4 separate regions of the Sus scrofa genome follow, and all the other regions are linked to region 4. A link is a contact called in public Hi-C, HiChIP or PLAC-seq and promoter capture Hi-C data. All regions are on one chromosome and are shown on one strand. The core of a region is the stretch at or near the end of the contact, and the rest is flanking DNA. Distances in the headings are between cores, read along the strand shown.

Region 1 (3,091 bases), core at 573-3,072, 810 kb after region 4:
GGACAGGGATATTTCCGGTGGCCTCTACAAAAGTCTGTGCAATGATTTCTTGGGGAGGAGCTAGCTAAAACTGCTGGGAAACCACAGTGAAGAGATCTGCGCTGTTGGAAAGCCATCAATAGGAAGTGGTCATCAGATTACGTTAAGACCACTGAGCCTGCAGAGGGGTGCTGCGGCAGGTCTGGACATCATCATAACATCCATTCACTTGAAGACCCAAAGACCCCTTCTGTTTTAAAGTGGAAGTAATTGAAGAAAAGAGAAGCTTTCACCTAAATAAGCTGTATTCAAATTATTTACCTCAAAGTTTACACCAACCATGTAAAAAAAAGCAACTATTATTTATAGCATCTGATATCTGCTGAGGTATAAATCTCTTCACCAGGTGCTTACTGTCATAGGCTGGCAAGTGCTGATATTAAATGGCCTATAGCCACTGTCCCTACCACATGCAAATGCACACATGCACACACACACACACACACACACACCATGTTTTCCCTTCTTGCCCCAAGTTCCTTCAAGTCCATTGGATCTCTCTCTGTACCCCCACAGATCCTTTCTCGTACCCTTAGGATACAACAAAACTCTGAGGAGATCCTCAGAGCTATTAACTCAGGCTCTTCATCAGCCATGGGCTGTTCTGCTACTCCAGCCCCATGATAACCGAGGGGCTTCTAAAAGGCTTCCAATCTCCCCTGCTACACCTTGGAAGCCTGGGATATGACTCATGAATTCTCTTCTCCTTTGGGAGGTGGGCGTGGGAGTGAGGGAATACAGAGTGAGATTTGGGTTCTCATTAATTCTTATCATACATTCGTGATTTTAGCATAATCTCCGTGCCTTATTACATTTAGTACTTCGGATTCTGATATCCAAGGCCAAGCACTTGAACTTTAGAGCTCTTTATCTGCCCTTGGCTTCCAAGAATTTCACCTCTGTTCTAAGTTTCAAAATCCATTCATCAATCCAACTGATGTTCCCTTTCAAAGCTATACATACCCTCCCTCTGTGGGTGGTATATAAAGAAAATTACATTGTGGGGAATATTCCAAGTTGCCCTGTAGAGGGGCAGGAAAGTGTGGTACAGAACTCTGACTAATGGATCTCAAAATAATAACACCTAGATATGTGTTCTGGAATGCTGGTATTTCTCCTATTTTAAGGTTACTCTAAAAACTGTTATAGTGGAGTTCCCATTGTGGGGTAGCAGAAATGGATCCAACTAGGAACCATGAGGTTGCGGGTTCAATCCCTGGCCTTGCTCAGTGGGTTAAGGATCCTCATTGCTGTGAGCTGCAATATAGGTCACAGACGCAGCTCAGATCTGGTGTTGCTATGACTGTGGCGTAGGCCGGCAGCTGTATCCCCAATTTGACCCCTAGCCTGGGAACCTCCATATGCTGCGGATGCATCCCTAAAAAGAAAAATAAGTAAATATATAAAAAAGAAAAAGAAAAAAGAAAAACTGTTGTAGCTACATTTATGCATCATTTACTATGTGTCAGCACCTTAGATGTCTTTACCATCTAATCCTCACAAAACACTGAGTTGGAGCTTTTATCTCCTTTCATAGATAAGGAAAGGGAGTCTTGTATATGCTTATTAATTTGGCTAAGTTCACACAGGTGGTAGACAGTAGTGCCAGGCACTATGTTAGTCCCTGAGTCTACAACTATTAGCTGTACAAAGACAAATAATTCAAAGATGAATGCACCACCGGTTGCAGACATCAAACACTTAAATGGATCCTGATAGCCCATGTGGCTAGGATTGTTACTGAGGTCTACACACATAGGAAGGGTATTTGACTAAGTGTTATGGAAAACTTCTTAAGGAGATTAACACCTGAGTTGATTCAAGGCAGCTAAGCAGGAAGTTAGGTGAATGAAATGGGAGAGGAAGAAAAATAAAGGATATTTCAGGGCCGGGGGAAAAAAAAAAACAACAACAACAAAAGCACAGAGGCAAACTTAAAGAGAATTATTTGCTCTATATTTAGGCCTATTTTTCCTGTTATCTACTGCTGTGTAACAAGCCAAATGAAAACTTAGTATCTTATAACAGCAGTTATTTTGCTTACAAGCCCACAATTTGGCCAGGGCTTTGTGGGGACTCCTTATTTCTGCTCTGTCTGGCTTCATCTGAGAGAGCTTAAAGGCTGGAGCTAGAATCAACGAAGGCTCACGCATATTTTGAGTTAATAATGGCAACAGGCTGAGACCTTAACTCAGTCTGTGGGCTGAGAGGGCATGGCAAGGTTTTGGAGGAGCATATGGAACTGGAAACACGATTGGTCATTTTTTAAATATACAATTTGACACAGCTCTAAACATGAAAGAACAATATACAATGCAGATAGCTGGCTCCCATAACAATGCTGTCAGTCCTGATCTAATCACACTATTAGCTGCATGAGATCATTGACTGACTCATATCTCATAGGGCAAGCTAACAGCATAAAGCTAAGAAAAGAATTTAAGTCATTCACTACCCACACAATAAGTTGGGCACGGGGAAATCCTGTCATCAGTGCACAAAATCCAAAGAATACATTCATGAACTGTCTACAACAAAGACTCAGCTAAAAATGGTGTCCAAAAGCTTGAATTTGATTCTTGCAATTTAAAGACCATTTGAAGCTATATGGCCTAGACTACAATGGATGCCTCTATTTCTCTAGGCAATAATCAATTAGTCTTGACAAAGAATCCCTAAATGATTTTGAAGTCATTTCTGGAAAGTTCTTAATGTTTGTGGAAATGTCTTCAAAATGGCTTGAACACATTTAACGTCACCTCATTTACTGTGTACAACAATCACAGCCCCATGCCATTTAATTTTAACAGACTGTAAAGATGCTGAGGTTTCTATGCCCTACTGGGCTCAGAGTACAAGTGATTCAATATTTCACACCATCTTATTAAAACGTAAAGTTGCTTTTTTTCAGGCAATATGGAAGGACGCTAAAAGGATAAGAGCCCTCTAATCTAAAAGAATTTTGCCCTGAATTTTCAGCATCTTAATCATCTCACCTCCCACCCTCATAGGATCTTAAGAGACTCAGAGCAGGGCATCATTGTTTTCACTG
Region 2 (2,774 bases), core at 94-2,593, 980 kb after region 4:
CCACCACGTTGCAGCTGCCAGAGGAAGAGGACGAGGAACGTTTCCAGGGGTGGAAGCCTTTGCCGAAGGAAGATGAGCTGTCCGAGAGGGAGGAGGGAGACGGGCTGGGGCTGCCGATCTTATTACAGGTAGCAGCAAGCATGGCCAGAGGAGTCGATCCCAACCTCGGTTCTTCCTGAGAGAAGAGAAGGGATGGGGGAGGGGAGGTGGGCAAAGGGCCGGTAGGGGAGGGAGGGAGGAAATGTGCATCAGGCCTCTGGTAACCTCCAAGACGCCCCACTGCACCCCATTTCTCGCTGCGGCGCGCCGCCACCAACTCACCTGGCTCCCCCAACAGCCCCGGCGCCCGGCTGCTTCCTACTCTACGGAAGGGGACAAGTTTGGTTGCTGGCGTCTGATTCGGGAGCAAAGCGCCATGCTAAGGAAGAGTTTGACAAGTATTCTCACCTAAAACAACACTCTCGAGGACACAAGACCCCAGGCACTTCGAAACAAGCAAGCAAGCAAAAAGTCCAGATTGGGGAGGAAACAAGATTCCTTTGCGGAGAATCCTGGGGAAATACCACTAGATTGCTTTTACGAGCGCTACCCCTGTAATCCACAGAGAGCTTTGAAAATCCTGTTCCGGTCCCCAGAAACCCATCCTGGGTTGTCTCTCCCAGGCCAAAAGACAGAAGACTACAGGGCTCGCTCTTCCTGATTTTCTTAACCAAAAAAAAAAAAAAAAGAGTCTAGAATAGTTAAGAGAGAGACGGGTTCAACGTACCTGCAAGACAAGGCGGGCTGCGGAATTTTTTAAGGGGGAGAGGGAAATCTGCAGTTTGCCCAGGAGGAAAAACTTGCTTTCTTTACCCCCGAAATCGTCGCACGTAAAATGGGCTGGGCGCAAGTCTCCCGGGCGGGGAGCGGCCGGGCGCTGCGAGGTGGCTTGTCTAAATGCCCTTCGAACCTTTCCCTGCGCCGAAAAAAGTGACTCTACCCCCCTCTCCCCCTCTTCCTTTTCTCCAAACTCACTTGTATTTAAAGGTGGGGGGGAAGCTCTCAATAGAGACTGATAGCCCGTGGCCTGGCCGGGGCGACTTTAACCCCCTCCGATAGGCAATAAAAGGAAACTAATTAAACCAGCAAGAGAAAATCCTGAGACTCACCCCTAGAAGTGAAGTTGCCATCACACAAAAGTGCCCTCCTCCTCTCAGAGGATCTTTTTTATATTGATAAATCAGAGGCAGTGTTTTTTTTAGAGGTGTGCAATACAATGATCAGTTCCGCCCATTCCACCACAATTGTAGCTCCCTCTCCGGCTTTGAAGTGCCGCGGAGGCGCGGCCAGCCAATCTGCGGCCTCGCCGGGCCGCGCCGCGCGCGCGCCGTGAGGTCATCGGCGCCGCCGCCGGCCGCCGCAGGGGGCGGGGGGAGCTGTAGAGGGTGGGGCGCGGGCGACCGCGTTTGTGTTACAAAGCGGGTGTGTGTGTGTGTGTGTAACAGTGTAAATGTGTAAGTGTGTAACCAAGCTGAGAAGACTATGCAGACTGAGTGGTGGGGGAGGACCTTGGGGAGGAGAGTTTGGCAGTGTAACTGTGACTGTGGGGTGTGGGAGGGGAGGGACAGTGCGGAGACGGAGAGGGGTTTGTGAGTGACAATTTAACTGCCTGTGTGACAAAAGGGGGTAGAGGGACAGATCAGTAAAGTGTTGAGGGGAAGGGTGTGAGCGTAGTGTAGCTGAGTGACAAACCTAGGAAAAGGGACGGTGTGTAAAGGGGGGTGGTGGTGTCTTGAGTGTGTTTGGTGTTGGGGGAAAGGAAGGAGTGTGAGTGTGAATTTGTATGTGTGAAAGAGGAGGGAGGGTGGATGAGTGTGTGTGCGCGTGACGTGGGAGAGAAGAAGGCTGTGTGTGTTTGTGTGAGAGAGAAGAGGGGGCCGTGTGTGCTTGTATGGGTGTGTGTGCAGCCAGCCCGGGGTGGAGAAGAGGCACTGTGTGGTAAAGTGTGCGTACATAAAAGACATGGCGATGTGAAGAGTGAAACTGCGAAGTTGAGTGAGGCTGAGTAAATATTCACAAACGCTATCACTGTCGCCAACTTCCTTGGATTTCTTGTAGCTCAAATCTTGAGTGGTTTTTTTTAAAAATTCATTTCTTAAACACTGTCACTACATTTTGAAAGAAAATCCTATTAATACCTTCGTCTCCTTTCCTGGCTCTAGGATCGAAGGGTAGAAATTTGGCAAGGAGTAGTTTTAGCGCGGCGTTAGGGCGTGTGTGCGCCTGCGTCAACTAGTTGTTACTTTAACGCGGTTGCTTTTTTATTCCCTCGGAGGTGGGATTGGGTTTTGGAAGTCTCTCTCTGGGGGAGGGGTGTGTTTGTCCCGTGGCGATTTAGTAAATTTCAATACAAAAGACAGATAGAGAAGGGGGTGAGTATTGCTTTTTCTTGGGTTGAGAAATTGAGGAGAGTTTTACGGAATTTAGAAGTTTTCACAGGAAATCCCACTGCCTTTTTCTGAGAAAGAAAAAATCAGGATTTTGAATGAAATCTGAGTTTTATTTATCTGAGAATAGGGACAAGCTTTTGACATATTTTGGACCACATGTGTAGAGGTGTCCTGTGTCTAAGGGAGTTTGGGTCAGATATCCATTAGTGCCTATGCATGTCAGTAGACACTCAGTTCAATCTCAGTGGGTTTTAGAACTTGCTTGCCATTTGTGTTATTAGTTGCCTCAAAAATGCGATTATAATTTGACTGCCACCTCAAGGGAACATCTTGAACTACAGAAAG
Region 3 (3,081 bases), core at 269-2,768, 560 kb after region 4:
AGCAAAGTGGGCAGTGCGCTCCAGCGGAACAGAGGGTTTTGGGGGCGGGGAGAGGCGCCTGGAATCCACTCTGGCTTTGGCAGCTGCCAGGCAGGATCCCTCAACAAAGGAGCGCGTAGCGTCGGGGTCAGAGGCTAAAAATTGCGCTCAGCTGCCACTAGCGCTGAGAGAGTCTCCGCGCCTGCTAGGCGAGTGTTGGGGTCCAGGGATTCGGGGAGGAGGGCTAAAGGGAACAGGGTGTATGATTCCTGTTGCGCGGCTACGCTTCAGGAGTTCTTGTGAACGATGGGAATGGCAGCTATCAGAGCCAAACGGGAGAAAAAGAGCTGGAGTGAGCAAAACAAAGAGCGAGTGTGGGCCCCGGTGACTTCATGCCTCACCAATGTCCCGCCCACGCTGCTCCGAGCTGTTACTGCTGCTGGAGCCTCGGCGGAGCCTGAGGGCGGCAGGAGCGAGAGGCTCTGTAGCGTGGGGCGGTTTCCTAGCAACTCGAGGCCCGAAAGCGCTTAGTTCTCCGCAATTCAGGAGCAACCCCCAGCCCGCCCCGGGCCAGGGCAGGACCACTCCTCCCCCACCCTTCGCCAGGCTCGCCTCCTTCGCATCCTCCCCGGGGTGCACCCCAGAGCGAGCCAGCTGTCCGGGCTCTGGACTGCGGGACGCCTGAGCCTCGCACTGGGGCCAAAAGGAAGAGGGCACGAAGGTCCCGCCGGGTGCAGCTAGGCTCCCGCACCCCTGCCGAACCTTCCCTCCGGCGCTCAGGGCCGTGTGCTCGATTCCCGGACTAACAGGGAGCTGCGAAGCTTCGCACTGTGTCCACCCGTGCCGGCGAGGGCTTCTAGGGCGCTCCAGGGCCGCCCCAACTGCAGCTGCTGCCACCACAAGTTCCTCCCTCACCAGCGAGAACGCTGCCGCTACTACTTTGCCCGCTGCTCAGCTGACGAGGCTGCAAAGCTGCTACTAAATGAAGTTGGCCTCCCTGCCCACCTGTGGAAGAAGCTCGAGCTGATTGATGCGCCATCGTCTTTTTTTCCCTTTCGGCCTCGCTGGCGTCCCCTCCCACAGATGCAGCATCACCCAGTGAATGTACATTAGGCTGGTTTTTCCCCCCAGCTTTGGGCTTTGTTTGGCTTTGATTGTGTTTGGCTCTTCGCTAAGCTGATTTATGCAGCAGAAGCCCCGTCGGCTAGAGAGAGACAAAAGCTCTTTTCTTTGTCCCAGAGCGGGCTGCAGAGCCTTTGCTTTCGACGCCGCCCCGGGCCATTGGCCATCAAAGGAGGTGCTTCTCCCTAAGATCGCGGGACCCGCCGTGCCAAGCTGGGAGGGCCGTGGGGGCCCTGCGATGCCGAGCAGTGCCCAGGCCGACGTACCTGCACCGTTTTCTCCCAGCCGCTGGGTCCGCCTGCTGGGCCTGCTGGAAACGTCCTAGCGACACTTGGCACTTCGCGCCCCGGAGGCGCGATCGCGCATCCGGTTAGCAGCCTGGCGGCGGGAGCGGTGCGGTGCGGGCTGCTTTGCATTATGTGCCGCTCGGCCCTGGCTTTTTTTACTGCCGCATTAGTCTGCCTGCAAAACTGCAGGCCATGTCCTGCCCCATTCCTCCGGGCGGCCTGGGTGTTTTCAGTTGTTCTTGGACTGGGCCAAAGTGGTAAGTTGTTTTGTTTTCCTTTGTTTTCCTCTCTTCCTCAAAGATCTTGGGCAGTCATGAAAAGTATCCTGGCCAGGTATGTGGGCCAGTGACACCCTCTGTCTGCCCTAAGAACTTCAGAAGTGCAGAAGTGTGGCAGCATCCTGCATTGCAGACCGCCTGAGGGAGGCCAGGTGTCAAGCATTTCTGCCCTAGAATGACAGCAATAACTAAATGAGGAGATACTATTGTTGCTCAGGGAGGCAGTAATAGAATGGAAGTTTGGAAGGATGGTGGGTTGTATTTACAGAAGCTAATTTAGGGGTTCCACTCTATCTTTGAAGGCATCCTCCCTCCTTGAAAGCATCCTTGAAGATGTTCCTCATCTTTCTAGCATGTGGATCCACTAACCACTAGTTTGCATTGGATTCAAGGCTGAGGATAAACTGGTATAATGAGATTGAGGGTTCTGTTTTTGAGTCCATGACATAAAAGCATGGCAGATGGCAAAAGATGGCAGCATACAAGTTTCCTCTACCACAGTGGAGCCTGAATGAATTAAACACATATGAGGAATATTCTTGCATTAAGTCGGTTTTTTTTTTTTCAGCTCAAAAAAAGATTCCTAGCTAATTGATCCCTCAGTGAGATCCATCCCTGAGACTAAAACTCTAAGACAAGACCCTAGACCAGGATTGACAGCTTTCAGTACAGGCAAGCTACTTTTGTCAGAATTACCTGATTTGGAGAGCATACTTCTTTATAAACTGTATCACCCTCATTTTACAAATCACAAAGAAAAGCTTGTCAAATGGTGTATGAAAAGGTGTTTTGGCACTTCTGAATTATGAGCAAATTTAAGGTGGCAGTACTGGATGGTTAGCAAGCAGTTAAGACATACAGTAAGTAATAGTAATTATGAATTTAGCATGGGTTCTTATTAGCATTAAATATAGGCCAAATATATATTTCTGCCAGTACAGTGATTGTTACTATACTTTTTAGAAAATGTTTACCTGTGTTTGGTCATTGAGCCCTTAAAATTCTATTAGAGCCTTTTCTCTGACCTCTCCTGTTAAAAGAGAGTTGTGACTGTTTCACAGACTAAAATGTTCTCCTAAGTTTTGAATTGACAAATCAAGTTTCTGCCTGAAGCTAATTAAAACCATCAAGTCATACCCTTATACATAATGGAAACATGCTAGCATACATAATTGCCTAATATTTGTTTCAAAACATTTATCTAGCTATGTGAAATGAGAGCAATTAAGAGTTAATTTTTCTTTTCTAGTTTGTAAGTTGATTTTAAAATAAGTAAAATTTAAGGCAAAGGAAAAAATAACATTATCAATTTTCTCTTAAGTGAAACATACATTTGTTGCAAATTTTCCACCAAGCAAAATTCCATTAGGTGCTAATAAGCAACGAAGTATTTTTCTCGATTTAGTAAATACACA
Region 4 (2,874 bases), core at 248-2,747:
CACAACTACTACCCTTTTGTTTATGTCACTCTTTTTACTTGGAATGCTATCATCTCAATGGTATCCTCCCTCCTACCAAGCTGCTCTCAAAGTTTTTAAGCTCTAATTCACCAGTCCTTCTTATGGTAACTTAATTTAGGTTTCTGTCGAATTTTAACACGGCCGCGGATTTATCCGGCTTACATTTATACCTCCACTAGAGTTTAAAGCTCCTTGAAACAGCGTTTTTTCTTTGTTTTTATTTCAAGTCTCTAGAATACAAAATAGACACATAAATGTGTGCTGGTATTTAAGGGAGCTATAAATTCTAGACCTGTGTGTAGCGTTCAGGATCCCTTGATAAGGCGGTAAAAACTATGGATACTCTGCCCAAGAAAACTGACACAGGTAACTCCTGCAATTTCCATGGTTACATTAAATTCCTGAAGGGCAATAGGAAATCCACTCACCCTAGTTTTGGAACCCTTGCTTTCGAGCCAAGGAGTCTAGAAGAATATTAAGGTGTATCTGCTCCTTCCCCATGACCCTTCTAATTCTGAGAGTTTTCTAGCTTTCTTTTTTTTTTAATAGCTTACTTTAAATGCACAAGAGAGCTTTTTCATTTTCAAGAGCAATAAGCAGGCTCTTAAGAAAGAAACAAAGTAATAGTTTTTCTCCCATCCCTGATCCAAGGTACAAGAGGAAAGAACCCAGGGGAAATACTAGGGCCAAACAAACAACTAAAACCACACCTGGAGGTTTACAAATAAACGACTATACTAATGCTTCTTGTACAGTTTTCCAAATAGTGAGAGAATCTTTTGAAGTGCCGCATTCCAAACTTTAATTGTCAAATGAGAAAACATAAAGAACTGAGTCTAACCGGTATCCAGACCCCTGGGTCTATTCTTACCCCTACAACCCAATTGTGGAGTAGCTTCTTCACCCCTTCCGCTGCCAAAATTCACGTCACCTTAACGTCTTCTTTCTTGCCTATGAAACGAACCCCTGTTTAGATCTTGACCAGGGAGGCACAGGCCTCTCCAGGTGGAGTGCAACTCCAGAATGCCTCGGGGGTAAACTAGTGGCGACCGGGGCTAACTTTCCCATTTGCCCCTTCTCCGCCAGTAATATGTCCACCCGCTGCCCTCTCCCATGCTCCCAAGGAAGGCGGGTAGGCAATGTTATGTTATGGTGTCCGCTCGGCGAAAGAAAAGTCAAAGACACTGGTACCTCTCGGAATAACGTAGGAGTTCTGCATCCAGCTGTTCTCGGATACCGGTGCGTTTCCTGTTAAGGTAGCGCGGCGACAATGCGATGTGTCTCCGGTGCGGCCCCGCCACGAGGCAGGAGTAGCGGCTGCTCACCAGCGCACAAGCGGCCGCATAGGTCGGCAGCTCTAGGCAAGGCAAGACACCGGCCGGTCCCACCCCCGGCCCTTCCGAGGCCGCCTTTGGCCGTGAAGCCTCTGAGCAACCCGCAGCCATGAGGCTCGTCAGGCTTCCCACGGCGCGCGTCCTACTGACGCAGTCATTAACCGCCTATGTCCGGACGCCGGGTTTCTACGTCATGCACCAGCTACCACGCCCCTAGGAAATTTCCTCTCCTCGCACTGCAGTACTCAGGTAGGACCAGCAGGGGGAGATCGCTCTTTCGCAATTGTACGACTAGGGACCTAGGAGCCTGTGGTTGAGCATTACCCCCTCGTCTCCCAAGGGCGCGCAAATCGTATTTTCGCTGTCTTCATTAGATTTAGAATGTATATTTAATAGTGGTTCATACTTTGATTATATCCAATAGTAAGGTGGTTTGATAGGTTTTACAAGCTTGGATAATAAATTTCAAAATATTTATGGAATATATATTCTGCAGGGAACCCAATCCTAAAAAGCAGCCCAGATGCCTCAAATGCAACACTTCTCAAAACGAACCCATCATCTCTTTCCAGTCTCGCATCTTTCATTCCGTAATCACTAACTCAGGAAATTGTACCACAGTTTTCCAAATGGCTTCATGCTAGGGGTGTCTGTTGCACGTCCAAACGTCGAATCAGCGCAAGATTTGTGGGGCCCAGAGCCGAAATGTCAGTCTCTTCAGACACTTCTCTTCGTTCTCGATTCCAAAACTGCACAAATACCTGTGGAAGTTGAGCTTTAAGGTCAAGAGGACGCTTTCACACACGTGTCACGATTTGCATGATTTGCCCGGTTGCCCCACACAGGACCCCATTTCCCTCAGGAATAACACAAACTCCTTAACAGGGCTTTTAAATTACCAGGTCTTGGTATACATAAAATATGATTTGTATCGCATTTTCATTTACCACTCCCCACTTTACACTATCCCCTGCTCAGTGACCACTTTCAGTCCACCCTCTTCCCCTCCCACATTCCTCTCCCCCTCTTTCCAGTTCCCTTCCTCTCTTCAGTCTTAAGCTCTTCCTTCTATCTGGGAATTGGGTAGCTTCTCTCACAGGGAATAGTTCTACTCCTGTGTCAAATATTAGATTAAATTTTACATTCTCTTTTTCTACAGAGTTTACTACCACCCTATTTCTCCCCACCCCCCCAAGTAAAGATTAAGTAGGTCCTCATCTGTGTAAATTACTGCCATCAAGTACTTGATTTTTTTGTTAATTTTATGTTAATTGCCCTCACCCTCCTCCACCCCCCATTCCCCACAGGCTTCTTTCCCTCCAAGTTCACTAAGGTTGGGAACTTGCTATCAATCTTGCTCACCACTGCAACGCCTATATGATGCCAAAGGAAAAAAAAAAAGGTAAAATAAAATTCATATTTCATGGTAGGACAAGAATAATTTAGACATAAGAATTTTCTCTGCCAGTTTAGGCCTCCTCCCTCCCCTTTAGTGTGTATTGTGCACTTGCATAATCAG

Evidence for each region. Promoter capture Hi-C pulls out the DNA fragments that hold promoters and counts their contacts. A called contact is a pair of places that touch in the nucleus more often than the background predicts. HiChIP or PLAC-seq counts read pairs in DNA pulled down with a chosen protein or histone mark.
Region 1: a contact with region 4 is called in a Hi-C map of epiblast stem cells, with 1.8 times the contacts expected there. The contact joins the enhancer-like site here to the promoter of TWISTNB in region 4. A contact is called at or near these places in 2 of 5 promoter capture datasets (fetal skeletal muscle and liver), 24 of 47 Hi-C or Micro-C datasets (adipocytes, alveolar macrophages, blood and 16 more) and 2 of 2 datasets of contacts at active chromatin or transcription factors (alveolar macrophages and skeletal muscle).
Region 2: a promoter capture Hi-C map of liver shows a contact between it and region 4, with 3 times the contacts expected there. The contact joins the promoter of SP8 here to the promoter of TWISTNB in region 4. A contact is called at or near these places in 1 of 5 promoter capture datasets (liver), 1 of 47 Hi-C or Micro-C datasets (embryonic fibroblasts) and 2 of 2 datasets of contacts at active chromatin or transcription factors (alveolar macrophages and skeletal muscle).
Region 3: a contact with region 4 is called in an H3K27ac HiChIP or PLAC-seq map of skeletal muscle, with 4 times the contacts expected there. The contact joins the promoter of ITGB8 here to the promoter of TWISTNB in region 4. A contact is called at or near these places in 2 of 47 Hi-C or Micro-C datasets (both in embryonic fibroblasts) and 2 of 2 datasets of contacts at active chromatin or transcription factors (alveolar macrophages and skeletal muscle).

What each region holds. Positions count from the first base shown.
Region 1 is chr9:89,590,904-89,593,994 of Sscrofa11.1, forward strand. No RefSeq gene overlaps it. Among named protein-coding and RNA genes, the nearest start is that of ABCB5, 28 kb to the right of the region's middle. Within about 2 kb of position 1,823, at least 5 of the 83 cell types and tissues checked have an H3K27ac peak or open chromatin away from gene starts, as enhancers often do. A contact at or near this core is called in epiblast stem cells, where this site is marked.
Region 2 is chr9:89,766,085-89,768,858 of Sscrofa11.1, forward strand. It overlaps SP8 (transcription factor Sp8), which reads right to left and starts at 1,344. Exons shown (of 3, transcript XM_003357469.3): 1 at 1,149-1,344; 2 at 1-175. The coding sequence starts at 1,169.
Region 3 is chr9:89,340,730-89,343,810 of Sscrofa11.1, forward strand. ITGB8 (integrin subunit beta 8) reads left to right here and starts at 1,519. Exons shown (of 14, transcript NM_001097424.1): 1 at 1,519-1,645. The coding sequence starts at 1,519. MACC1 (metastasis-associated in colon cancer protein 1) reads right to left here and starts at 1,452. Exons shown (of 9, transcript XM_021063417.1): 1 at 1,368-1,452.
Region 4 is chr9:88,784,305-88,787,178 of Sscrofa11.1, forward strand. TWISTNB (TWIST neighbor) reads right to left here and starts at 1,498. Exons shown (of 4, transcript NM_001243956.1): 1 at 1,213-1,498. The coding sequence starts at 1,466.